Regions from separate parts of the Mus musculus genome. Here all the other regions are linked to region 5. A link is a contact called in public HiCAR-type and promoter capture Hi-C data. All regions are on one chromosome and are shown on one strand. Each heading gives the region's core, a stretch centred on a gene start, on an enhancer-like site or on the middle of the called end of the contact. The rest is flanking DNA. Distances are from core to core; before and after follow the strand shown. Region 1 holds the start of Map3k15 (mitogen-activated protein kinase kinase kinase 15). Region 2 holds the start of Sh3kbp1 (SH3-domain kinase binding protein 1). Region 3 holds the start of Scml2 (Scm polycomb group protein like 2). Region 4 holds the start of Bclaf3 (Bclaf1 and Thrap3 family member 3). Region 5 holds the start of Phka2 (phosphorylase kinase alpha 2).

Region 1 (5,032 bases), core at 1,941-4,440, 510 kb before region 5:
TAATTATACAACATAAAGGAGTACTGATTCATGCAACAACTTATTTGAATCCCAAGGTAATTATGGTGATTGGAAAACAATCCAAAAAGGTGACACACTGTATGATTCCCCTTAAATAACATTTTTAGAGACAGGGTCTCATTTAGTCCAGGTTGGCTGCAAACTCACTATGCTTGAGAGATAATCTCAAACTCTTGATATCCTTGGCTCTACTTCCCAAGGGCTAGAAAGTATGCATTAGCATGATTAGTTTATATAACACTCTTGAAATGACAAAATTACAGAAATGGAGATTAGTGGTAAGTAGTCAGGGGTAGTGAGGCCTGAGATGGCTGTGGCTGCCAAAGGATAACAGGATGCATCTTTGGGATGGAGCTGTTTTCTATCTTCATCACAGCCATGTCAATATCCTGGTTGGGATAATGTACTACTAGTGTAACAAGATGCTGTTATTGGGGAAAATGGGGTCAAAGAATACTAGGTAGTTCTATGTGATTTCCAATATTTACATATGAAGATGCAGTTATCTCAAAATCAAGCTTAATTTTAAGAAAGTCCTTTAGGCACACAAAATAGCAATGACAAACAGAGAATCTTTTAGAAGAAAATCGTCAAGGTGGAAAATGGTCTGAAAATTAGGTCCTAGAGAAATGGAAGGGACTGGTATCACCTGAAAAAAGGAGACTTCCTGGGGGCAGTACTCAGAAAACTGCCTGGCAGCAGAGGCGAGAGAAGATTACATTAAAATCCACAGAGAAAAGGTACAAAGGAGGAGAGTTCTTTTCCATATCCGGAAAAACTTTTGATGATACTTCTGCAATAGGACAAAGCGGTTTCCAGAACATGCCTTTTAGTGAGGAGCAAGGCACGATGGAGAAAAGAATACCTGTTCAACTAAACAGGCAAGACTAAGGCAGCATTTTGCAATTTTCTCCCCGGAGGGGCTAGAGGGAGCTGGAAGGACATTGGCCAATGAGGCCTGCTTCATGTGTACAAATTGCTGGAGACAATGGGCTAGTGGCTGTGTGTGCCAACTTCAGGGAAGGTGCTTGTTAGCTGGGTAAATGGTAGGTTCTTTTCTCGGCAGGGTTTGGATTTAGAGAAAGATGTTATTCAAGCCATAATTCCCAACTCCCGGGCTTTTCGCTCCAGCAGCCAGGCCCCAGAGAGCTCTGAGAGGAATTGGAGAAGATTGCTGCGAAGACAACAGACACCGGCAAAAGGGGTTTCAAATGTGTGACTTTGCCCTTTGAAAGGCTGTGCCAGTCACTGGAGTAATTTCAGATGAACAAGCACATTAGGAAAATTACTACTATTGTGCATTGCAAGGTTGCAAGGAACACATGTGTCCTTGTATAGCACCATACTAAAAAAAAAAAAAAATTCTTAGAACAGAACAGGTGTTGAAAGTTTTTCCAAGTCCTGCCTGAGTGTTCTCACACATTTCCTCAGAGACACAATGCCACCACTCATAATGTTCCTGATTTCTACTAAGGCTGGAACTAGGGAAGGATTTCTTGTAGCATTTCCATGGATATTTTCACTATCTTTTTATTTGGGGGGGGGGGGGGTTGAGCCATAGCACTGGTGAGGTGGAGCCAGGCAGGCTCTTTGGGCAGTCAGACCAGCCTACTTGGTGAGTTCCCGGCCAGAGAGAGAACCTGTCTCAAAGCCAAATTGGATGGTGTGGATGGCGCCTGCCATATACCACCCAGAGTCTTCTGGCCTCCACACGAATGCGTGCATGCACTTGCATGGACAAAACAAAACAATTAAAAAGTTGGCAAATGGCCTAGATAGATAATATTCCAAAGAAGTTACATGAATGAGACAGGAGTGTAGAACAAGATGCTGATCACCTTTAGCCAACAGGGAATTGCAACTCGAAATCAGAATGAGTTCTAGTACCCACTAGGAGCTGTAATGAAGAAAGAGACAGTCACAAGTGTTGCTGGGGTTATAGAGGAAATGGAACACTTCTACACTTCCATGGGAATGCGAAATGATGCAACCACTTTGGAAAGCAGTGAATTTCTTCAAAGGTTAAACATATCCTTCATGCAACCCAGACATTCTCCTCTTAGCACTGAATACAAAGCAAATGAAAACCCATTTTCACACTTTGATTCCATCCAGTATAGGAAATGTACAGACAAGGCAAATAGAGAGCCAGGGCTGATGGTTTGCTAAGGGCTGGTTATTTCAGAGGACGGAATAAAAAGTGATTTCTAAAAGGTAGTGGGGGTGCAGGTGGGGTGGGTAGTGGAGTGTTCAGGCATTCTAAAAGTTGTCGTGATGGACACAGAACTGGGACTACACTAAAGATCCAGCCAGCCATTTTGTTCTAGGTGGTTTGTAAATTATACCTAGAAGCAGCTGTTAAAAAGACAACTCCACCACCACATGACAACTTGTAGTGCATTTTATTGTTTAAATATAATGTAATGCTGGAGACTAAAATGGTGAGCTGCAGAGATGCAGTGGAGACCTCTTTGGAGCCTTAGTATTTCAGAGGTCAGGTAGGCAGCGCACTTTTACGGGAGTGTATTTCCCAGGCAAACAAATGTTGGCTTGCCAGCACCCTCCCCATACCTTGTCAAGGTCACTACCAAAGTCAAGACAAATAAGGCTGCAAGACAGGGCTCAGGGAGGTTATGTCCTGGACAGTGGCGAGTGCCAAATGAGGCATTGCTCATCCTCCTGATGTAGAGTTAAAGCTGCATGTGCACTTAGTTTGGAACTGATTATCAATATCCAATTAGTGCCTTGAAAGTCTACTGTGGTTGAAAGCTTCAACTTGTTTGGTGGGCAGGCGTGGGGGCGGGGAAAAATGATGAAAGAAAAAAAAAGAGGGGGAGGAAAGATAGAGAAAGGGAGGGAGGAAGGAATGAAGGAAGGAAGGAAGAAAGGGAGGAAGTCAGGGAGGGAGGAAAGAAGGAAAGAACGAAGGAAGGAAAAAAGGAAGGAAGCCAAGGAAACGAGTTTGTAACAGTAGTTCAAAGGAAGAACGAGGGGAGGACCCAAGGAGAGCCAAATCGAGCTGAGCCCTGCAATCCTCGCCTCGGCCGGCGTCCGGGCTGGGGGCGCTGCGCGGGGGAGCCGGCAGGGGGCGCCCTTGGCGTTGCTGCCCCGAGGCTCTCGGCAGCGCCCCCTCCGCCCGTCCTGACGTCGGAGCCCCCGCCTCTTTCTCGCGGGCTTTCAAAGGGCGCTCGGGGCAAGCCGGCCCTGAGCTCCGCTCCGCCGGCCGCCGGAGAACCCGTGGTCACCTGCCCGCCCCGGCCTCTGCGCCCGCCCCCTGCTCCGGCTCCCTGCGGCCGCCGTCCGTCCTCCGGTCCGCCCGTCCGTCATCCGCCTGTGCAGCAGGTGTCTCGGGGAAGAGCACCTGGGCTTCGAAGCCGCCAGCCCCGCGGGCCAGTCACATGGAGGGCGGCGGCGGCAGCGGCGGCGGCGGCGGGCCAGTCCCTGCCGAGGCTCCGGAGGAAGCCGGCGAGCCGCCCCAGGGCAGGCTGCCCCCGGGGCCCGAGGGCGCGGCGGGGCTGGCGGAGCCCGAGAGCACGGGGGACGCGGCGGGCGGCGAGGCCGAGGGCGGGCGCGGGCCACGCCGGGCTCTGCGGGCTGTCTACGTGCGCAGCGAAAGTTCGCAGGGGGCAGCCGCCGGCGGCGGCCCCGAGGCCGGGGCGCTCAAGTGCCTGCTTCGGGCTTGCGAAGCCGAGGGCGCCCACCTCACCTCCGTCCCCTTCGGGGAGCTCGACTTCGGGGAGACGGCCGTGCTCGATGCCTTCTACGATGCAGGTGAGGGCTGGGGCCACCCTTGGCTTCCCATGGCCTTCTCACAAGCCCTGCCACCCCTCCACTCTCTCCCCCTGGCTCTCTCCTCCAGTTCCCCCTCCATCCTGCCATCGGTGATGCTCAGGACCAATCTCTTACCTCCTGGACAGTGTAGAACAAGGAAGGAGCCCTTGGACAGATAAAGAGTGACCATAGGCACTTAGACCCATTTCATCATTTATTTTTCTTTTAATAATAGCCAACAACCCAAGAAACACACTATCGCCTAAGATGGCGGTTCTCCCCCCACAGGGGTCTCCTATCAGATAGTTACTTTGTAATTCATAACAAGTAAAATTATAGTTATAAAGTAGCAACGAAATAACCTTCTGCTTGGGGGGTCACCACAACAAGAGAAACTGTATTAAACCATTAGGAAGGTTGAGCGCCACCAACAAGATGTTGAGTCCGTCCTCCAGTTTGTTTTCTTCTGACATATATCCCTAATGCAGGCTGGTTATTATAGTCATCTGGGATAGCTGTTAAAACTAATTAACTTAAGACAGATCACTCATCTAATCCCAGGAAACAGAGGTGGGAGGATTGCAAATTCAAGGCCAGCCTCTGGGACATATGGAGTTTGGGGCCAGCCTAGGCTACAAAGTGAGACTCTCCCTCAAACAAACAAACAAATCCTATCTATTTTAGACCAATGACACCCAACGTGAGGCCTTCAGAGTGTTTTAATTCTTACAGGGGAGTCCATCCTACAACCAGAGAGTGGCAAGTTACTGCCTGACAAGCATGGTGTTGTGTAATCTACGGCTATGTGATGTTTTAATCTCTTAATGTAAACCATTGCTAGATGCAGGCTCGCTGTGCTGAGTGTGACCTAACCATCCGGTTTTCAAGTTTCTTCCATTGCTTTTCTTACTTAACCTTTGGGGATAAATCTGTGGACCCTGGATGATATTCATCAGCATTGTATGTGACACAGTAATGACCAGGGAATGTTTGTGCCTTAAGTTTTTCCACTGGTTAAGTGGAAGTAACAGTGTCTAACTTAAACCTGAAAGCATATGAGCTTTGGGAGTTGTTTTCAAAGTGTTCATGGTATGCTGTCTTGTAGCAGGTTGGGTGTCTAAGTTGTGTTAATAAAACTCGGTGCTTTTGCATGTTTGGTAAGTTCTACCAACCCGTACCCCATAAAGGCCAATCAATTCAGTTCCTTGTTTATTGGAGGCAGCCCTGGGTGTAAGGGTTT
Region 2 (5,314 bases), core at 2,067-4,566, 870 kb before region 5:
AGTCAGATACTTTTCAATTTCCAAACCCATTATCTATTCTGGTAGAAATGGGAGTTCAGTGGGACAAAGCTGTGGTATTAAATACAATTGTATTTCTCTAGAAATATTCATGAAATGAATTAACATAATTCGGGTTATGTTTGAAATCCTGCATTATCTATTCTGTTTAGAAGATCCACTTGTAGGAAGGAGGCAGGATGCGGAATTACACTTGTACTCATGTCAGCGGCTGGACTGGAATCTTGACGTTCACTTTTCTTGTGCTGGTCAGCAAGAGCTTCTCAAAGAAAGATGAAAGGACAATAGGAATGATTCAGGAGAACGGAGCAATAAGTGGGAAAAGGAATGTTCATTCGTAATTTAGAGAAACCAAAGATGAAAAATTCTCAAGTTTTGAATAGTATCGACAATTGGTTGACTTAAGACATTAAAGGCAGGACATGCCTCAAGAAAAAAAAATAAGTCTTATTATCAGTCTTTATTTTGTGAGAAAATGCAGAGTTTGTCATTGCAGGAAGTCCATTCAGACTGTGGAATAGGGGTGAGAGGTCTTCAGATCAAGAAAGAGAAGTTAGGCTGGATTGCAACTCAGTTGTCTGGCACTCACACACTCATTGGGTCCAAGGCCCAGCACCACAAAAACAAAGCATCCTTGAGGTAGACTGCAATGAGCATTATATTGGCAAACTGGACCTGTGCTCACTGAGGAGCTGGCTCTGGAATTGGGGCTGCCCCCTGCCCCCACTTCATACCCAAGCATGTTTATTTCAAAGCATCACCCGAGAACATTTTCTAGGGTTGGGCTGCTTCCCCTAACTCTGTCTCAGGAGTGAGACTACAGGAAAACAGCCCAAGAGTAAAACCACTGTGTCCTTGGGACCAGCTAGAAGCTGAACCATTTCCATCAGAGGTCATCACCATTGTTTATCCCATGATATAAAAGTGCCAGCTATGGGAAAAAGATGCCAGGACTCTAGCTGATTCCCTCCACTTCCTGAGTCAGTTTCTGCTAGAAATAGGTTGTATGTACCTGATTTGATGATGTTCCGCTATCTATCTCTTGCTATCCATTCCTTTACTTTGGCTTGCTATATACTTACTAGAGTCAACAAACAGAAAGTATAGCTATCATAGATCCTTTTCTGGACCATACAAAACACAGACCAAGACTCAAAACTTCAAGGGACCTATCTTTATCCTTGCGAGATTGGCAAAGCAATTCAATTTGAAGACTAAGATTGAGACTAATGTTAAGCAGAGAAAGCAAGCTCGTTCTCTCTAGAGTCCCTTGCGGGATGTGGAATTGGCTTCACTGGACTTTGTGATGTATAGGTAAGTCTGGCTGATTTCTTCAACAGTGTTCAATGACTTCATTTCTTTAAAAAAACATTATTTGTATGAGTTTTACCTGGGTATGCCCTACCTTTGTGTAGTGCCCACAGAAATCAAAATAGGGCATCAGATCCCCTGGAACTGGAGTTACAAGTGGTTGTGAGCCACCATGAGGTTGTTGGGAATTGAACTTGGTTCTTCATCATTTTGACTCATCACTCTGAGAATACAAGGGTCAGCAACCACAAATCTTCAGCACCCATGTGCCAAGCTACCATAAATCTAGCTCAGCTATTTCCTTATGGAGCACATGCCTAACCATTTTTTTTGGGGGGGGGGGGTCTGAATGTCTTTGAGAGAGAATTAGAATGGTCTAATAATCTGGAGCTTAGCCAAGACAGCCACTTTCAGAATTTCAGACACAGTTCTTGTTGCGTTGAGGGGAGAATGTTCTACTAACAGCGGGTTAAGTTAGGCTCTGAGTCTCAGTGTTTGTCAACTACAGGGTCATAAGGTTTCATTGTCTTAATAAGAATGTGGATGCGTCAAGGCACGTAACAAGCAGGGCCACTGTAGGGATGAGCCTTCTGTATCTTGATTCGTCTAGGTTGCTGTGACACACATGACCAGTGTCTAGAGAAGGATGCTGCTGTTACTCTTCTTTTTAAAGCCCTGCCTGCAAGTCTCTCCTCTTCCCTCCCCCTTACTCATCAGGATCATCCTGTGTCCCAGGCTAGCCTTTAAGCCAGAACTCATTAACAGCACCATCTTCTATGCCTCAGCCTTATGACTGAAATACCCCCTCCACCCTCCAACATATTTCTACAGAAATTTTAGGCTTTGACCCAATATACAAATAATGCTGCATTATTATTATTCACCGGGTACGCAAGGCAGATCTCCATTGGGCATGGGGTCAGCTTTTATTTGTCACCTCTGGGTTCACTAGTCCCCAGCCTCCATTTGCAGGGGACAATGATCTAATTTCTCTCTTGTCTCACTTTCCCTGTTGCCTATTTTGTCTCCAGTCTAGCTCACTATCTCTTCCTACCACCAGATGGTGGAAAGTGGAAAGGAAACAACAGACTGCTCAATGAATGCGGTCGCAGGCAAGTCTCTTTGGCTGAAAGGTGTGGTGGAGAATAGACTCCAAAAAAGAAGCTCGTTGAGTTGCCCAGGAATTCCTATGGATTTCTATTTTCATTTTAGTGTCCACTTAAAATTGTTGTCTATCCGGGTTTGAGGCTCAATAGAGCACAGTGATGCCTGATGGAGAACCAGCCAATCTTTGTCTCTGGACCTAGAAACATTCCTAGGCAGCAGAGCCCCACACCTTGTCCGGGTACCACTGGGTCAGGTGTAAGGAGGGTCTAATCCTGGGAGGGGCGGTGGCCAGCAGCGGACCTGCTCAGCAGCCTGACTGCGCCCTTCTCATTGGGCACCTCTAGCCCAGTACCACCTCCTACGCTCCAAACTCGCACCTGGTCTGCCAGTACTCCAAAGCCACAGCCAAAGGCCCCTTCCTCCCACAGCCCCCTGCTAGCAGCCTTCTTCCTCTATGTCCCCCCCCGCAGGGAAGGGGTGTCACCTGTTAATAACAGCAGGTGTCCCGCTCTTCACCTGCCACCGGCTTCCCCTCCCCCAGCCCTCCTTTCTCGGGGTTCTGCCTTCGATCCACCTTTTCCACGTGCCCCACAACTCCGACGCCCCCACCCCCACGGACCCCCTAAATCTCCTCCAGTCTCGAGGAGTCTCGCGGCATTTCCCGGGGCGTGAGCCGAGCCTAGGCGGATAGGGGGCGACCCTCTGCGGAGCTCCAGCCGGGACAGAGCCAGAGGTGAGGGGGGCGGCCGAGCCCCGCAGACAGAGGACGAGCCCCAGAGTCGGGCTGGACACTGCTCGGGCCCCGCCCCTCGACCCCGCCCCCGCCTGGCGGCCGCGCCTCTCGGGCGGGCGGAGCCGCTGAGCTTCGCCGCGGCGGGGAGGAGGGGAGAGCAGGCTCCGAGGCGGCTGCAGGGCACTGGGCTGGGCGGTGCTTTTTTTCTTTTCTTTTCTTTTCTTTCTTTCTTTTTTTTTCTTCTTCTTCTTCTTTTTTTTTTTTTTTCGCAATTTCCACTCGCAGAGAGCAGGAAACCCGGAGCAGCCGGGTGCAGTGGGGCCGCGATGCAGCAGCAGCAGCAGCAGGAGTCGCCCCAGGGTAGCAGCGGCAGCAGCAGCAGAGGCAGTAGCGGGCGGCGCTGAGCTGCCACCACCGCCGCTGAGGACGAAGCCGGCCCAGCAGCAGCCGCGTCCCGACGCTCGCGCCCCCGATCCCTGCGCCGCGACCTCGGCGCTCCGAACCCAACGCCCGGTTCCGCCAACTTTCACGCTGCTTCGGCGGCTCGGCTCGTCTTGGCGCCAATGGGTGAGTGCAGGGGCCGTTCGAACCTTCAGCCCATCTGTGTGTAGGGGTCGACTGGCGCGCCCATCCCGGGACCGCGGACCCGGGGAGGGCGCCCTGGAGCAGGGCCGGGAGAGTGACATCGCGCAGAGCGCCCTCCCTCGCCTTGCGCACCCCCATTCACTCTCACTTGCTTTAGTGTCCCTGCGGAGCCCGCGCGCGGCACGGACTGGAACCCGAGGGGGCCTGAGCAGAGAATCGCGGGGGCTAGCTCCGGGGCTGCTTGGGTTGAGGGAGTCAGGGGGTGTGGTTGGCTTCTTCGGGTGGGCGGGGAGAGTTTTGTCTTTGCCATTCTCCCACCCAAGTGCACCCTCCCTGGCGCTGTGGACCCGGGTACCAGGATTTGGTGGGCTCTGGCCCTGTACAGGGCTCTTGGGCCAGCCTGAGAAGAGCCTTGAAGGTCGGGGTCTCTGGGAGAGGGTTAGACTGTCTTTACTGCCTGATGATGCCGGTGGTGGGAGGTTAGGAAACGCCCCAGTACCGGGCATGGCGGGCTGTCCCAGGGTCCTGAGCTCTTCATGCGTTCCCCACTTGTGCCTCCACCTCTCACTCTGTCTTCCCCCACGCCGAACCCCTCTCCACTCTGTTACACTCAAAGGCTACTTCCTATATCCTCCTCTCAGTCTGCAGGGCCAGGAACTGGAAATGGTGATCCAGTTTTTGATGCACCTAGCAAGCATAATTTCCATGTAGGCAGCTAACCTTAGCTCTTCAGGATCCTTTTTATTATAGACCTGACAGTGTGGAAACCACCTTACTGCCCAGGGGAACTGGCACTTTACTGAGCAAAGGACTTGTGACTGTCTGGTCTCTAGTAAACGTTTGCTTTATCTAGGTACTAGCCTTGCTCATTGGTCAGCCTTTGCTTGTTATGCCTCTAGCATATGATTTTTGGGGTGTTTCTAGGCCAAGCATAGCAGTTTGCACATTATAATGAATCGTTATAAAGTGAGACTTTTTGTATGCAGGTAATAGGATCTTACACTAGCCAGCAAGAAATAGGCAGGAGTCAAAGGGTGCTAACCCAGTAAGTTGTTCATTAGTGAAGTTCAATTCCCTTTTGTGATTGTTTACCAAAATGTCTTTCCCTTTGTCAAAGTGGTAGTGACTGGGTGGCCTCTCAGCTTAAGTGCCCTTTTCTGATGATCACAGCACTCTAGGTCTAAATGAGTTCCTTTATCGTATGACATTTTTTTTCCACATCAGAATGACATATTCCAGTGTGTTTAACATTTATCTCCTCTACCCGAGGCTCAGTGACCGTTGGGACAGCATTGTGTTGTATGGTACTGCTCAGAATGGTTTTTCTTCCATGCCTGGTGTAGAATCGGCTCAGAATCAATATCGAATAGATGGGTGGATGGCATGAAACTCCGTGGAAGACACAACACTTAATTCATACTCTTGCTTTGCCTTGATGAAGATGACTTAGCCCATTGGCAAAAGAAAATACTTTAAAACCCTTGTGGAAAATGGTCATTGTGGAAATGCAGCGATTTCTTCTGAGGTGATAAGGAATGTTTTGGGGATCACTTTTCCTTT
Region 3 (5,373 bases), core at 1,220-3,719, 660 kb after region 5:
TAAATTATTTACTTTTCTGTTTGTTGCTATGGTATAGTTTTGTGGTGCCTTTGTCCAAAACCAAGTAAATACATCATATTTGCCCTTCCTTAGTTTCTGTCTCTTTTTGTAGTAACCTTCCCAGTTTTCCTATGCTTGGAAAATATATGCTATAAATCTTTGTCAAAGAAGATGGAAAGATGGATGCATGCATTGTATTCTTACTTGACTTTATCCACTAATCATTTCTTCAGGTAATACAGACAAAAGAGATGCATGCTTTTGATCCTAGCACTTAGGCAGAGGCAGGCAGATTTCTGAGTTTGAGGCCAGCCTGGTCTACAAAGTGAGTTCCAGGACAGCCAGGGCTATACAGAGAAACCCTGTCTCGAAAAACAAACAAAAAAACAAAAACAAACAAAAAAAGAGAGACAAAAGAGTGCTAAACCTTAGGTTCAGCCTAGGCCTAACCCTGATTTTTCTTCTGCAGTGGCCTTTGACATCATAGGCTTAATGAGAATTAGGCACAGAGACCAGGTGGGAGCAATAGAAGTTTCTGGATCTTGTTGCTGAAATTTTAGTTATATTTGTGTGTGTGTGTGTGTGTGTGTTTGGTACCAGTGTTTGAACCTAGAGTCTCCTACATGGTAAGCAAATGCTCTACTACTGAACTAACTTTCAACCCAATTAAATTTAATATTAAATATCCACATGTTGCTAGTTCTATTAGAATAGAAGCCACATTTAGATCTCATGGCACGATACAGTGTTGAGGGAAAAATATTATAGAATCATTTCAGGCTCATGATGGTAGTTTTTCAGTTCTTCAGTTTCAAAATCGGCATCCTCATGTCGTAAAGACTCTGTGTTCTCCCTGGAAGTCTCAATGGTATATTGTCTTTATAGTATGAGTTACAGGAAAGAAAATTTTATATCTCCTTATAAGGGTGAGTATGCTACTGTGCTCTTCTGAAACTCAGATGACAACTCTTAGGTTATCTGTTAATCTGTTTATATTTGTATTTATTAAGTTTATCAAGTTTTTGTGTTTATCTGTTTATTTGTATTTATCAAGTGATTTTCAAATTGTGAAGCAAATCACCAGTAGTAAGTTCACCATGTTTAGATCTTTCTTGAACTAGGTACATTACAGAAATCAAGAATATGTGAGTTTGCATGTAGAAATAGGCACTGTATGTCCCAAGTTAGCAGCTAACTTACACCAAGAGAATACTGTATTATTTTCAGGGAGAGAGTTTCCTAATTAGTAGGAAGAGAGAAAGAATTTAATATCACATCATTCTGGAGATCTCTAGGTGTTAGGCCTGTTCAGTTTCAAAAGAATGGATATATGGGACTACATTCTATTTTACTGTCTTAGGCACTACTGGCCTCTTAGGGAGACAAAAAAGCTCTCCCTTTTTCTCCTAAAACTATCTTCTAGCAATGCCTATTATATACAATGCTAACATTCTTGAAGGAGTGGCATTTATTTCTTACTGTAAAAGTTGCATATGAAAATTATTTTACATTGGAGGAAATGCATATACTCTTTGTTGCTGTGGATATATGCTTTTAGTTTAGTCCATTATACATTAAGGTAAAAGATAGAAAACCTACACTCAGTTTTGGATAGAGGTATAGAGAGGAGACTTAACTTTTACTTTTGGCTAACATAGCATATTGTGTATTTTTCAAGCAAAACTTTGAAATTGGTTTCTTAACTCTGAACTAGAGGTGAATATTTTCTGTGGCATTTTGTGTGATGTATTTTGTGCAGCTGGATGCTATATTTTAAGGAATTTTTTCTTCCTCTCTTCCGAGTGATCTCCACTCATGCTATAGGTTTCTCTGAGGTGAGAAAGCACGTGCAGTTCAACACAAGTTGAACTATGTATTCAACCCTTCTGGGATCCATCAAATGTGAGCAAACGGGATTTGTCACTAGGCTAATCTCATGTCTTTAAGATTAAGCATAAATTAAGAACAATAGAATCCAGAAAGTGGGACTGGCAGGGCATTGGTGCCTAAAACCCATGGTGAAGAGGATTTAAGCTGAAGGAGCTGGAAGGCACAGCTCCAGTTCCATAGTAGGAGCTGAGTTTTCCTTGCTCCTTTGACTTGGTTTCTTGTGGAACTATTTATTTTTTTTGGGGGGGGGGTAAGTGGCCAAAATAGGAGTTAGCCAGGGATCTAAAAGTCTAATGGCAGTGAGTACCCAGCATGGAACTTGATGCTAGACCCCAGGGGTCTTGGGTACTTAGCCTGTTGCTAGGATTTCTGATCCTGAAGTATAAGGGAAAACTGCCAAAGGCTTTTTAGCATCACCACTTCTCCACGATGGCCACTGCTCAAACTCGTTCATGCAGGTTGCTGGGTCCTGGGCTCAAGCTCCACCCGCGGCAGCAGTCTTAGGGCGTGTTTGCAGCAACCACGGGCACACAGCCTGCTGTGGGAGGGTGGAGTGGCTGTGTCGGTTGTGGGGCATGCGCGGCTCTGCGCGCGGCTTCTCAAAAATGGCGGCTGCAATGTGAAGTCTGGTGCCTGCTCCCTGAGCTAGCATGACAGAAGTGCTTTTGCTCGGGCGGAGAAGACCCGAGGTGCTTGGTGGCCCTGGTCCCCCTTGGGAAGTGGAGATGGAGTCCTGATGTTGGAGTCCTGATGGCTGTCTGCAGGGCAGGGGAGCCTTAGGGGCAAGTCCTGCGCTGGGAACGCCCCCTTACTGCCGCGCCAGCGTCCCGCCTCAGTTTGTCCCAACACTCCTGCCTCACACCCCTGGAAGCTTTACCCCAGATGCCAAGGCTGCTGTGTCTAAATTAGTGTTCTCTGTGGGCCATCTCCGCTGCTAGCACTCGCTGCTGACCTTCACACTTATTCGGACCCTCTTCACTGGCTCATCTTGCTAGAGGTATTCGGCCCCTGGCCCAGCTCCCCTCAACAGGCCCCCTCCCCAGGAGCACCGACAGCGCCCTCTGCAATTCTCCCCAGGGTAGGTGGGGCCAGGCTGCAGCCTGGGGGCTTTGTGGGAGATTGGTAGGGCTAAGGGTCAGGAATGACTTTGAATGGTTTGGGCTGAGACAAGCACTTGGGAAGTAACTTGGATTTTGGTAGGGAATATCAATCTAGAAAAATGTGCCTGTGGCCTGGAGCCCCTTGTGGGTCTGATGCCAGGTATGTGTTTTGGGGATCCTGACACGTTTAGCCCTCCAGAGGGGATGACTCCTTCATAAAGCTGGACAGGAAGGCTAGGACTAATTTCCCCTGAGAGCCTTCAGGCAAGGAGATGTATTAAAGGAGATGATGGTCAGCAATCATGTAAAACTTGAATGTAGTGACCATTTGCTTCGAAACAGCTCTGTAAAGGTTCTTCTTCTTTATTGACTTTTTTTTTTTTTAAACCTGAATGGTACTTGTACTTCAAGAGTCAGAGAAAAAGATATTAGAATTTTATCGACTGTATTTTTAAGGGGGGAGGGGAGTGCCTTGAGCTATATATGTGGCTTCAAAAGCTTACTAGTAATCACCCATTTCTCCCTTCCCCACTTGTCCTGCCATGTATGTATGTGGGCAGCTCACATTTACTTACAGATTTCTATCTGAGGGTATTGATGTTTTAAAAAAGGTTGTTAAACACTTGTCATTCATCACAAAGTATGGTTATAATTTGAAATCTGATTCTGTTTTTGAAGAATGAGAATATTAAGCTTTATGACTTGCCATTAGTATGACTTTAGGATGCCATTAGTATGACTTTAGGATGCCTTTTAAAAATTGGTTGCTAAGGGGAAACCAAGGCAGGGGAGATAGCTTATGATGCATGATTTTCAACTATTGGAGATGCTTGTTTCCTTAGAGAGCATCAGTTGTTGCAATTTAAATTTTTCCAGGGACAGTATTATTTTCAATTTGAGGGAAGAATATTGTAAGATGTACTTGTGTATAAGCAGTTGTTTTATAGTGTTATTTCATTGGCATAACCTTGATTTTTTTTTCTAATTGTTTGGAAATGTTCTTTATTCCAAATGTAATGACAATTTTATCTTTTTTGCCCCCCCTTACCATTAAATAACCTATTTGTAATGATGGGTATTATTCTAATCTGTTTGTGGCTTTCTGTATTTAATGGGAGGAATGTTAAAATGAGCTCTTGAAAGTAAATCTAAGATTTTGAGAAGACAGTGAGTTTATCCATCATCTTTAGAATAGTTTGAAACTTATAAAGAACTTAGTCAAACCATTTAAATAGCTTTGAAAATTTTGAATACCATGTATGTCCTCCAAGCAGAGGTAAGTTCCTTATGAGCCTGTTCACCCCAGAAGTCCTGCTCTGCTTTAGAATTGTAATTTGGTGAGGGGGATGTTGATAATGTTACTGGTATTGCACTATCTATAAAGGATGTTTTAAAACTGATAAACAGAGTTGCTCCTTAAGCATCTTATTTGTCATGATTTGGTCAGGTATTTTGTCAGCCTTTTAGATTTATGGCTCAGTTAAGGTATTTATTAACCACCAGTGTGCATTTATTTTCTAGAATTCACCAAGTTCAAAATATATTTATTCAAAGTCCATTATGCATTTTAGTTTCTGGTGTTTAAGGAAACCAACCCACCAGCATCTTATCCTTGTATATTTCAAGGTTGCTAAGAACATCATAATTGATAGAGAACAAGCATTTCTTTGACTAATGGTCAAACTCAGTTACTTTTGCCACTGTTCTTTACATTCTGCTTGTAATCAAAACATATTTCTGACTTCTGTGATTTTTGTGCACTTTGTTAGGATTATATGAAGGTATATATTTTATGAGTTTATTTTCTGATTAGGCCTGTGGAAGACAGATATTTTGCAAGTGTTAGTTGAAATCAGTGTGCCCATTGGAAATTGGATATTTTTAATGCTAAGGAATTGCATATTTATTAGTAAGAAACTTAGGTTATAGCTAGACTTGCAAAGTACTTTACCTATTTCAAAATATATCTTAAATATCTCTAAAGCCAAAATAATGATTGTGATTTCAGCTACAGGCTAGAATTGACTCTCGTTTTCTTTTGAGTTTGTTCCTTTTTAGCTGCCTGCCTGTTTCTCCCAGATGCTTCCTATCACCCCTTTTCCTGCCCCTGTTCTCTTCTGTAGGTGTCTATTTCCACATCAGTGAAATGGTCGGATAACCCTGGGTTGTCTCACTAAGAAATAATTGACGATGGTAAAGTGCCTTGAAAAAGGCTGAGTAAATACTAGGTCTTTTGGATAAAAATGTTTTATTGTAAGTTAGCTTCAGAGACAAATTTTTAGTTTGAATTCTTGGGAGTGGGGTATTTTACTTGAGATTTTTATTGCCCCTGTCTTTGGGTTAAAGGCAATACTGGGGTAGATTCAAGAGGATTCTCTGTTTG
Region 4 (5,518 bases), core at 807-3,306, 970 kb before region 5:
CAGCAACCACATGCTGACTCACAACCACCCATAACGAGATCTGACCCCCTCTTCTGGTGTATCTGAAGACAGATACAGTGTACTTACACATAATAAATAAATAAATAAATAAATCTAAAAAAGAAAAGAAAAGAAAAGAAAAACACGAGTGAATGTAAAGTCCCCAAATGAGAAACTCTGGAGGTAGGCCCCAACAAGAAGAGCCTCTGTGTGAGTCTGATATACACTCAAGTTGAAGAAGCAGTTCCTATCATTTGTATTCCCTGTAAGGCAGTTGAATAGTGGGATTGTGGGTAGCTTAAAATGTGTTTGTCATGATCTGTCAACCTGACTAGATTGAGATGCCTAGTGACACACTTCTGGGTGTATCTGTGGGGGTGTTGTCAGAGATGATTGACATGCAGGAGAGCAATTGAGGGGGAATGTAGCTGTTCTGAATGTGGGTGGCAACATCCCAATAGGCCTGGGGCTCCAAAGGAAAAAAGGTGGAGAAATGAAGATTCCTAGCCAGCGTGTGCAAGCTTTATACTTCTTCAGCAGATACGTCTAATGGCCACGGCATGTTCTGTGGCCACCAGATTCCAGAGTCTTTAGCGTCTCAACACTAACTCACACAGAGACTCTCTAAGAAGCTTGTAGGCAATTACAGATGCCACTTCTTCTGAGACTTCCAGCTTTCTTGGACTGCATAGCTAACGTAGTTTTGCTTCTTCCGGGGGCCAATAGTCATTGTTTGGATTATCCAGGATCGAATGTGGGTCCTACTCTAACAAATCCTTCTTTTGCAGTTGTGTATGTGTTTGTGTGTGTTATGAGAGCTTCTTGCTAGCATGCTTGCACACCGAGTGCACGGTCCTGGGTTCCCTCTAGATACAGCAGGCAGAGAGTGATAAATGGGGGTGGGGGGGTGGCGATCCTAGGGAGATAGATTTATTACTATAGTGCTTGCTTTGCAAGGATCAGGACCTGAGTCAGAGCCCTAGACCTTGTGTAAAAAGAGACAGGCATGGTGGCACATGCTTGGAACTCCAGTAGTGGGGAGGCAGAGCTAGGCAGATTCCTGGGACTTGCTAGCCAGCCAGCTTAGCCTACTTGGAACGTTCCAGGCCAGTGAGAAACCCTGTCACCCTAAACAAAGGTGGACAATCCTTCTCAAGGAATGACACCTGAGGTTGCCCTTTGACCTCCCCCCACACCCCACACAGGGGAAGTATACATGGACATACAAACAGAGCACTATAGGCACAAAAGAGGAGGAAAATGAGGGTAGAGAGAAAGGAGAAAGAGAAGAAAATAAGAAAATATAAAAGAGAGGAGAGCAGAGAGGGGTTGGTATTTATTGGGACCATTAACCCATTTGGAAAGCTCAGAAGGTCCCGTTTTCCAAGCAGACCCTTCATTTGAGGCTATGGGAAATGGTGAAAAGTTGGATGATTGGTTGCAAATTAAATAGGTGGGGACAGAGGTCAAGGAGAAGCAGGCTCAGATATATAGATGGGCCACATAAAGAGCTAGACGCTAGCCGGGCAGTGGTGGCGCATGCCTTTAATCCCAGCACTCGGGAGGCAGAGGCAGGCAGATTTCTGAGTTTGAGGCCAGCCTGGTCTACAAAGTGAGTTCCAGGACAGCCAGGACTATACAGAGAAACCCTGTCTCGAAAACCAAAAAAAAAAAAAAACAAAAACAAAAACAAAAAAAAACCTTGGCCGATACCTCTGCCTCTATCTGCGGATACTGCACACAAGGCAGGAAGATCAAGGGAACCAAGTTGAGGGCTGACTTCTAGGCCGCGATCCTCAACTCCAGAGTCCCAGACTTGCACCACCTGGGGTGCTTCTCTTCCTTCTAGCCAGATCAACTCGCGAGCGCACTTTAGTCTCTCAGGGAACCGTGGGAGAGCGCAGCCAGCAGAGGGCGCTAGAGAGCCCGCGGGCGCCGTCTGGGCGGGGCTGGACCCGAGCTTCTCCTCCTTGAAGGCAAGTTTGGGCGGGAGGCGGACACTGTGGGCGGGGCCAGAGGGGGTTGGGACCAGACCATTCCGGAAGGAAGTGGTTCCGGGTCCCGGCCCGCGGGGAGAGCTGGGTGCTGGTTGGAGCAGGAGGCGGGAGCTGCGCGACGGGCGAGGCGGTGAGGGAGCAGCAACAGCGGCGGCGGCTGTAGCGGCGGAGGCTTCGGCGACGGCGACAGCGACAGCGACGGGCTCTGGTGACGACTTCTCTGAGGGGTGAGCGGTCCGGGGAGTGGGCAGAGTGAGGAAGCCCGAGCCTGGGAAGGAGGGAGGGTGTGTCCTTCGCCCACGAGTGGCGGTTCTCACGGTGGCGGGCGGGAACGGGACTGCGGGCGGACTTGGCTTCTCCGGGGACCTCATCCCTTCTCCGGTTCACGCTGGGGCCAGCGCCTTCCCTAAGCGGCTGCCGCCCCTCGAGGCTCAGGCTCCCTTGGCGCGCCCGCTTGGCTCTCTGCCCTGAGGGGGGGTGGGTTCTGAGGCTGTCCCCGCCGGTGCTATTCCTGAGCCGCCGCCAGCTCGGGCACCTGCCCGCCCCCCCCCCCAACCCCCAGGTCTGCCCGCCCACGGCGGCGGGCAGGTGGCGGCGCCAGGCTCCTGCCGCGTGGGTCCCCGGGGACCAGGGAGGGGGCGGTGCCGGGAGGCTGAAGCCCGAGGACGCGGAGCCCTCCGGAGCGGAGCGATGCTCCCGGCTTTGTCCGCCAAAGATGCTCTGGCCTCGGGAGCCGCATCCTCCGCGGACAAGGTCAAAGGCTAGTTAGCTAGCGCAGACCTCCCTGGGAGGAATTCAGTCAACTGGGCCACCGGTCAGGACCGCCCTAGAGAAACTTAGCCCTCGAAATATGCTTTTTTTTTTTTGTTTGTTTTGTTTTTTTTTTTTTTTTTGAGTTACACCTTGAGTGACTGCTTCTCTGGAACACATTCCAAACGGCCAGGAGAAAATAGGGCCCTCGAGGCTTCCGGTCAGGCTACCTTTTTAACTTTTCTTTTCTTTTATAAGCCTGGAAAGAAAAGCTAGGCCCTTCCCCATGGCAAGCAAGCACTCCACCGTAGAGCTATGTACCTTTTGAGATAGAGTCTCACTCAACACAGGATGCTGTTTAACTCATTCTATTGGTCAGGCTGGGCAGTCCTCGAACTTTGTACCCACTCTCCATCCTGAGTAGATTATAGGCCTGCGTGGCCAGGCCTGGCATATTTAAACTTTTCTTTTTCCCTAGATGTGAACAGGTCCAAAACTTTAAAAGGCTTGTTTGTTCATTTATGTTGAGGCTTTCTTTTTTTCTTCCTTTTTTTTAAAAAAAGGGAGTCTTTAAAGAAAGGATGGTCTTGAACTCACAGTGTAGCCAAGGATAGCCTTGAGTTTCTGACTCCCGGTCTCTGGCCCCTAAATGCCAGGGTTGCAGGTGCATGCCAGTCATGTTTGTTTTATTTTCCTCGGTTATTGATAGCAGTTCAGCTTCCCAGTTACTCCGTGTTCTAAAAAAAATAAAACAAGTTAGTAAGGGTTTTTCTAAGTGAACAAAGTTTGAAGTTATGACTTACTTGAATTATATCTGATTACCTTGTCCAAATCACTTAACTTTTTCTAAGGTATTTCCTCAGCAATGAACAAGGGATTATAATGTGTGTCTTACCTTTTAGGGTCATATGAGACATTTATGAAAGTATATTTCACATACTTTGTCTTACTTACTGCAGGTTTTACTTTCTTGTAAAAATTTCAGAGCACAGAAGCATTTTTTTTTTGTTTTTTTGAGACAGGGTTTCTCTGTGTAGCCCTGGCTGTCCTGGAACTCACTCTGTAGACCAGGCTGGCCTCGAACTCAGAAATCCACCTGCCTCTGCCTGTGCCTCCCTTGTGCTGGGATTAAAGGCATGGGCCACCAACACCCGGCGCACAGAAGCATCTTGAAGCACAAAAATTTTAAATGTAAACTTTTGGAGCTGGGGAAAATGGCCCAGTCAGTAATACTTGCTGTGGAATCATGAGAACTGGGGTTAAGATCCCTTGTACCTGAATAAAAAGCCAGCAGCAAAGTATTTATCTCTAATTCCAGCTCTCAAGAAACAGACAGGAGAGTTTCTGAGGCTGGCTAACCATTCAGATAAGCTGAAATGGTGAACTTCAGGTGGTATAAAAGATTCCTGTCTTAAAAAAAAGTTACGTAGAGAGCTACTGAAAAAGATCTATTTCTCTGCTCTTCTTGGGCATACACACACACACACACACACACACACACACACACACACACACAAGGACATACATATTTCTAAAAGGTCTAGTTTTTGAAATCTATTCTGGGGCTAGGTATGGAATAGCATTGGTAGAGTACTTGTCTAGCATGTTTGAAGCCATGATTTGTATTGCCAGAACTCAAAAGGTAAAGACAAAAAGATTGCAAAATCATGTGTGAGGTGTGTGTTTCTTGCAGTGCTGTGAATTGAGCTCAGGATTTCCTACATGCCAGGTAATCACTTTGTACCAGTTTAGCTGTATCACTAGCCCTCAGTTTTTTTGTTTTTTGTTTTAGTTTTTTGTCAAGCAGGATGCCACTGCTTAGCTCATGTTTGCCTCAGGCTCTTGAGTGTTTGGATTACAGGTATGTGGGACAAAGTTTGGTTGAGAAGCAGAAGTTTGAGGCCAGTCTAGGCACTATTAAGACCTTGATTTAATTTTTTTTTCAAGACAGGCTTTTTCTGTGTAGTTCTGGTTATCCTGGAACTCACTCTGTAGACCAGGTTAGCCTCGAACTCAGAAATCCACCTGTCTCTAAGACCCTGTTTTAATAGGTGTAGTGGGCCATGCCTTTAATTCCAGCACTAAGGAATAGACATAGGCAGATAGATCTCTCTGTGAGATTGAGGCCATCCTGATCTACATAGTGAGCTCCAGAGCTATAGAGTGAGACCCTGTCTTGAAATAACAACAGCAAAACAAACAAACAAACAAACAAACCAAAAAAGGACTCATTTTCAAAGACTCTTAAGTGATACTTTTTGGCCCTACACCATACTCTTTCATACTCAAGTTTGAACTTTAAGTTGTTTTTCATAGTGTATACTGTGTACATTGAACATAGCTCCCTTTTTGTTTGTTTTTTGACACAGGGTCTTATTTAGATCAACTTGACGCAAATTTATAGTCCTTTTACCTGACCCTCCTTCGTGCTGGAATTCTGGGATTATAGGCATATGTCACCACACCTAAATCACTTTTCTTTTTTTTTAAAGATTAATTAATTTATTATATGAAAGTACACTGTAGCTGTCTTCAGACACACCAGAAGAGGGCATTGGATCTTGTTACAGATGGTTGTGAGCCACCATGTGGTTGCTGGGATTTGAACTCCGGACCTCTGGAAGAGCAGTCGGGTGCTCTAACCCACTGAGCCATCTCACCAGCCCCTAAATCACTTTTCTTTCTTCCCTTCATTCTTTTCATGTGACAGGATCTCACTTAGTCCAGACTGGCCTCAAACTCAGTGAGCATCACCTAGATTTTTCATCATC
Region 5 (5,139 bases), core at 707-3,206:
TATCGCCATTCCTGGCTTTAAAATATATGCTTTTAAAATATATTTAATAGATACGTTCTTCACTATGAAGAAACCCTTATAGTCCCTGGTATGTCCTCTCCTTGACTCTCAATCTTATATAGCTGCAAGAAGTTGGAGCAGAGACAAATTTAACATTCTTTTACACTATGGTAATGGGAAAGTAAAATGATTCCAGGTCATCTAAACTAAATTATTACAGAAATAGTTTAATTTGGTTAACTGGTTAGTTTTTTCAAGTTGATTAAGAATGGACCCTCCCAATTCAGAGACAGGGTACTTTAGGTTCAAAAGACATGATATTTCCACTTTGCATGCTGTCCTCTAAGACAGAGTCTTAAGCTTCCAATGAGAACACAAGCCATCCTAAAAATAAGCAATGATGCCACCTTTTAAATACAGAAGAATATATGAAATCTCCAGGAAAGGTACATAGAAAGATTACTAAAGGGATTCAATTATGGTAATTGAATGCTTAATCTTACTCCCTAGGCCACAGCAACTCCTACATGGAAGTACATTGTGCACTGTTTCATAACTTCAGTGCCATTATTAAAACAAATAATGAGTTGAGAAAAGAATGGTAAGAAGATATGAGGGGAACTGCCCAATGTAAAACATATACATGCACCAAGGCTTGAAAAGAATGTTGAAAAGTACTCGAGCTGGGTGTGGTGGCACGTACTCAGAATCCCAACACTTTGGATGCCGAGGAAAGAAGTATTGCTGTGAGTTTGAGGAATAGTCTTGGATACATAATATAGTTGAGAGCAGCCTAGGCTACATGACAAGACTCTGTCTCAGAGAAAAAGTATGTGGGCTGATAGGGGTTGGGTGCTTTAGTTAAAGACTAACTATAAGGGGAGTCAAATAAGCAGGACTCATTTTCAGTCCATCAACATTGAGCCCTAGACACATGTACAATCAACTCTGTGCCAGGTGTGGTGGGAGATACCAAGCTATTTCATAAGCATCTCATAATCCAGTTAGAAAAGTATGCCTCAGTTAAAATGTAAACAATACACTATTTCCAAATGGTGCTGAAAATAGCTCTGGTTTAAGTGCCACTCTGAGTCAAGTATGTGCTACACGCACTTGACCTTGTCACATTACAAGGCATGAGGTTTACCCCAACAGATAAAAACAGTAAAAGTCAAACAACTGAAACAGTAACACAAATGTCTATATAAATCAGAAATGGAATAAAGTGCAGTTCGAACTGACTCGTTGCCCCATCTTTACTGAGGAAACTGCTATAGGAATCCAGAAAATTGGAAACGCTAATGAGTGGGCTGACCTAGTCTTTAAGGCAAAGGTAAGTTTTAGACAATGAAATGGGTCAAAGTGGAGAATAACAAAGTGCTTGTGGAAGCAATTACATTAGAACAGCTGCCCAGTCAAATTTATTTGTGGGCCAGATTTTGATGGACAATGAAGACAGGATCAAAGAATGCGGCCTGTGGTTAGCAACCTTGACAACTAATGGGATGCCAAATTTCAAAATATACTATTATAAATGAACTGCAAAATTCTCCCAGGAGCTAAGGCCAGGAGCCACGGGTACCAGGAGTGTATGTGGAGGACAGTACTCAGGCCTCCCTTTCTTGCTTTCAGTGCTGAGCTCCACTATGGGGACTCTGTCCTCAGGTGAGGCCCAGGACAGGGCGGGGCTATGACGGCCGGTCATCCGAAGGATGCCCAGGCGGCCCAGCCTCTTTCTAGTCTCCGGTGGGTTTGGCGGCTCCGCTCAGGAGACCTTGTCATTGCCGACCCAGAAAGCCGACTTGTTCTCTGCTTCCATCCAAGTTCTCCATACTCCTGCGGGCTGCCCCATTTTCCTTCCTGGTCAGGCCATGACAAGGAGGGCTCCAAACCCCACGGAGGAGGCGGACTGGGGGCGGAGCTGCGAGCAGATCGGTACCGCCCCCCCAACGCGTTCCTTCCGGGCGGGACTGCACGGGTTCCGCTTCTTGGTTCGGGCCGGCGTGAGGGGTGGCCTCCGTACCCCGGGGGCCGCGACCGAAGGACTCTGCTCCTTTAGCCTCAGCCGCGGTTGGAAGCAGGTTGAGGTAGGAGCAAAGTCAATAAAAAAAACTGAATTTCCGTTAAGAGCCCAGCTCCCCGCCGCTCCCAGCGGCCTTCCTCTGTAGACCCTCTCCCTTTAGGCGGAGACTTGGAGAGTCCGCCCCACGAGGGGGGCGGAGCCTAGTAAAGCTTAGGTGAGCTCCCAAGCAACCCGGAGCCGCCTCCCAAAACAGAGGGGTACCGCCAAGGCCTTTCTCCAGCCTAGTGCCCAGTCTAGGTTCTGTCGAGCATGGTGGTGGGACTAGAAACCCTCGGGGCAGCTGCTGACCGGGAGGAAGCCGGGCCGCGATAGCGCCACCCCCGTCTCCTCCCCCGCACCGCCCAGCGGCGCGACACTCTGGTTGGCTCGCCTTGCAAGTCATACTTTGGGTCTCTCAGTTTGAAAACTCTTCCTCTCGGCCCCCTTTGAAGAAACTCATTGACGCTGAATGTTTTGAGGACCAGGTCAGCTTGGAGGCGGCAACTTTGGCGGACACCAGCGGGCAGGTCCAGCTCCGTGGCCCATGAGCTTGGGCGAGATGCGGAGCAGGAGCAATTCTGGGGTCCGCCTGGACGGGTACGCGAGGCTGGTGCAGCAAACCATCCTGTGTTACCAGGTAAACAGAGAGCAGCCCAGAGAACGGTGGAAACTGCCCACTGATATAACTCATTCTCCCCAAGGCCTCTGTCACTCATGAGAGCTTGCATTTATTTAAGAGGTTTCCGACTTTAATCCAGTCCTTTGCTAGCCAGTTATCACCCTACTCCCTTATCGCTATTTTATTCACTTTACTCACAAGTCAGGCATTCTGGCTTTTGAACAGTTGCTGCGGCTGCTTTGCAGAATTCTGGGACCTTTTTTTTTCTCTCCTCTTCCTCCTCCCTTCCTCTTTTTCCCCCCATCGGGACACCCCCCTCGAGGTCCTTCCTTACTGCCTCTTTTGGATGAAAGAAGTCTGTTAGGTTGGACAGAGCACACTGAAGGAGAACAGTGAACTAACTCTACTCTGGGAACAGTAGGCAGGAGTGAAAAACTCCCAAGGCTTGCATCTGACCAGAGTGTGGGCAACTGTTACTGCCCCTCCCTTGTTAGAAATCCCCCTGAGAGGACCCTATGACCACTCTGGTTGCTGCTTTACAGCCAACAAAACTTCTGGGCACAGAGCATCAGCATCAAGGGGTCCTGTGAAACTGTGCATATAATCTCAGGTATGAATACGCCTGCTATGCTTCCTGCTTGGCAAAAGTTATGTGTGAGTGCCCAATGTAAGACCACTGAGCTATTTTTGTTCAGAGCAAAGACATCAGCTATATTGCTTGCCTTCAGTTGGCAGCAGCTATTTTTAGGGCTTTGAGAGTCAGAGAAGGAAGTAGCAGTTGGTGGTCATTTCCAAACCATTAACCTTTTTTTTTTCTTCTTAGCTAATTCCTTGACCTCTCACTCAGGAAGAATTTATTGTGTATCTTTTCTATGCAAGGCATCATACAAACTACATAAAATGAATAAATGGTACTGCCAGTGGTGTGACTTAGTGGTAGTTTACCTGGTAGTCTCAAGGCCCTGGATTGGATTGCAGCACTGTAAAAGAAAAAAAAAAATGTTCATAGCACAATACGGTGAATTTTATGAATAACGTAAAATAAGTTCAGTGTTTCTTGTTTGAAACACGTTGGGGCCAAATGTGGCTTGTAAGCTAGAAACGTCTTGATTTTAAAAATCATATGCATACTCTATAAGCATACTCTAATAGCCAGAGTAGTCCAGGCAGTACCCCTTAGTTACAGCCACTATTATTTCTCCATTGGAATATGAATGTTCACACTAAGCAATAAGTAAAGACTATAAAAAGAGTTTCACATTAGATCAGCTTGTCTTTGCCACCAAAAGAAATTTCTGCAAATGTAGGAGAAACATTTCCATATGTTAATGGCTCTGAGGATTGCTCATAAAGGAATGCAGGGTTTATTTGAGGAAAATACTCCCTCCCCCATCCCTCCCCCCTACTGCCAAACCATAGATGGCAAGGAAGGAGTTCTGCACGACATGGCATTCCAGTGGAGAGTTGAAGAGGGGCTAAGCAGAGATAGAGGTTACTCTTTGCTTTTATTCTTAAAATGTAATTACAAGTATAAAACGTAAAAGTCCCAGTTGAAAATGTTTCTACCCATTACTATGATAGAAAGAGCTGTAAAGAGAACTGTAAAGAGTCCAAGCTAACCTAGAACTCACTATGTAGACCAAGCTGGCCTCAACGTGACCTGCTTTAGCCTCATGCGTGTTGGGATTAAAGGTGTACACCATTATACCCAGAGCTTTCTGTTTATCTTTTCTGAGTTAACACCTTCAACCGTAGAATGGGAATTGGTTATTATTTTTAAAAAAACGAATGTCTAGTGTACTCTCCTTGGGCACATTATGTGCAACCACTATGCAGTGGGTGCTTTTGTTACAGACCACATGCTCCTCAGTCCTTTCCTGACCATCCTGACCCATGATGCTCCCATTCCTGGAAGGCTTGATACTGCTGCTAATTGTTTTCTGGTCTTTGGACATAATTCTGTGTTCCATTGATGTAGTCAGATGCCAAGTGCAGAGATTTAGTGCTTCTTTCTTATTCATCAAGCAAGGTCTCAGGCTCGTTATAGTATCCTTCAATCCTTGTTGAAAAACACTACTTCCTATGAGTTCTGTGGCACCTTAGGGGCACATATGTTGGTCCAGGCTTGCCTTTGCTCAGGAGCAAAACAATCACCAGAGCTGCAGAGGTGGACTTTCCTCCCCTACATTTTAATGATTAAAGAGCAGTTGTCTGACCTTTTAGTTGTATTTATTTTGGGGGTAGGTAGTCAGTGAAAAGGCCCTCATATTTTCTCCCTTTTCCTCTGGATAACCAGAATACTCCAGATAGTTCTCCTGGGAAAGTCTGTGAATCTGCAAGTAGACAATTGCACACCCCATCCAGCGCTCCCCTGCTTTTATCCTGCTGCAGCAACTATTCACTTGCAGAGGCCTAACTTGCTTAGGGCCTTGTCATCTTTTCTGAGTGGTATTAGGTA

What was found. Promoter capture Hi-C pulls out the DNA fragments that hold promoters and counts their contacts. HiCAR-type assays count read pairs that join an accessible place to other places.
Region 1: a promoter capture Hi-C map of embryonic stem cells shows a contact between it and region 5, with 2.6 times the contacts expected there. The contact joins the promoter of Map3k15 here to the promoter of Phka2 in region 5. A contact is called at or near these places in 2 of 39 promoter capture datasets (embryonic stem cells and pre-B cells) and 1 of 115 datasets of contacts at active chromatin or transcription factors (astrocytes).
Region 2: a HiCAR-type map of astrocytes shows a contact between it and region 5, with 3 times the contacts expected there. The contact joins the promoter of Sh3kbp1 here to the promoter of Phka2 in region 5. A contact is called at or near these places in 3 of 39 promoter capture datasets (the 3T3-L1 cell line, the C10 cell line and erythroid cells), 1 of 115 datasets of contacts at active chromatin or transcription factors (astrocytes) and 1 of 9 other capture datasets (liver).
Region 3: a promoter capture Hi-C map of hippocampal neurons shows a contact between it and region 5, with 2.0 times the contacts expected there. The contact joins the promoter of Scml2 here to the promoter of Phka2 in region 5. A contact is called at or near these places in 1 of 39 promoter capture datasets (hippocampal neurons) and 1 of 115 datasets of contacts at active chromatin or transcription factors (astrocytes).
Region 4: a contact with region 5 is called in a promoter capture Hi-C map of erythroid cells, with 73 times the contacts expected there. The contact joins the promoter of Bclaf3 here to the promoter of Phka2 in region 5. A contact is called at or near these places in 5 of 39 promoter capture datasets (HPC-7-derived erythroid cells, erythroid cells, liver and 2 more) and 2 of 115 datasets of contacts at active chromatin or transcription factors (astrocytes and microglia).

The regions. Positions count from the first base shown.
Region 1 is chrX:159,985,014-159,990,045 of GRCm38.p6, forward strand. Map3k15 (mitogen-activated protein kinase kinase kinase 15) reads left to right here and starts at 3,191. Exons shown (of 29, transcript NM_001163085.4): 1 at 3,191-3,792. The coding sequence starts at 3,420.
Region 2 is chrX:159,623,956-159,629,269 of GRCm38.p6, forward strand. Sh3kbp1 (SH3-domain kinase binding protein 1) reads left to right here and starts at 3,317. Exons shown (of 18, transcript NM_001135727.2): 1 at 3,317-3,736. The coding sequence starts at 3,733.
Region 3 is chrX:161,160,281-161,165,653 of GRCm38.p6, forward strand. It overlaps Scml2 (Scm polycomb group protein like 2), which reads left to right and starts at 2,470. Exons shown (of 26, transcript NM_001290651.1): 1 at 2,470-2,968.
Region 4 is chrX:159,530,612-159,536,129 of GRCm38.p6, forward strand. Bclaf3 (Bclaf1 and Thrap3 family member 3) reads left to right here and starts at 2,057. Exons shown (of 12, transcript NM_001033472.2): 1 at 2,057-2,224.
Region 5 is chrX:160,500,206-160,505,344 of GRCm38.p6, forward strand. Phka2 (phosphorylase kinase alpha 2) reads left to right here and starts at 1,957. Exons shown (of 33, transcript NM_172783.4): 1 at 1,957-2,699. The coding sequence starts at 2,622.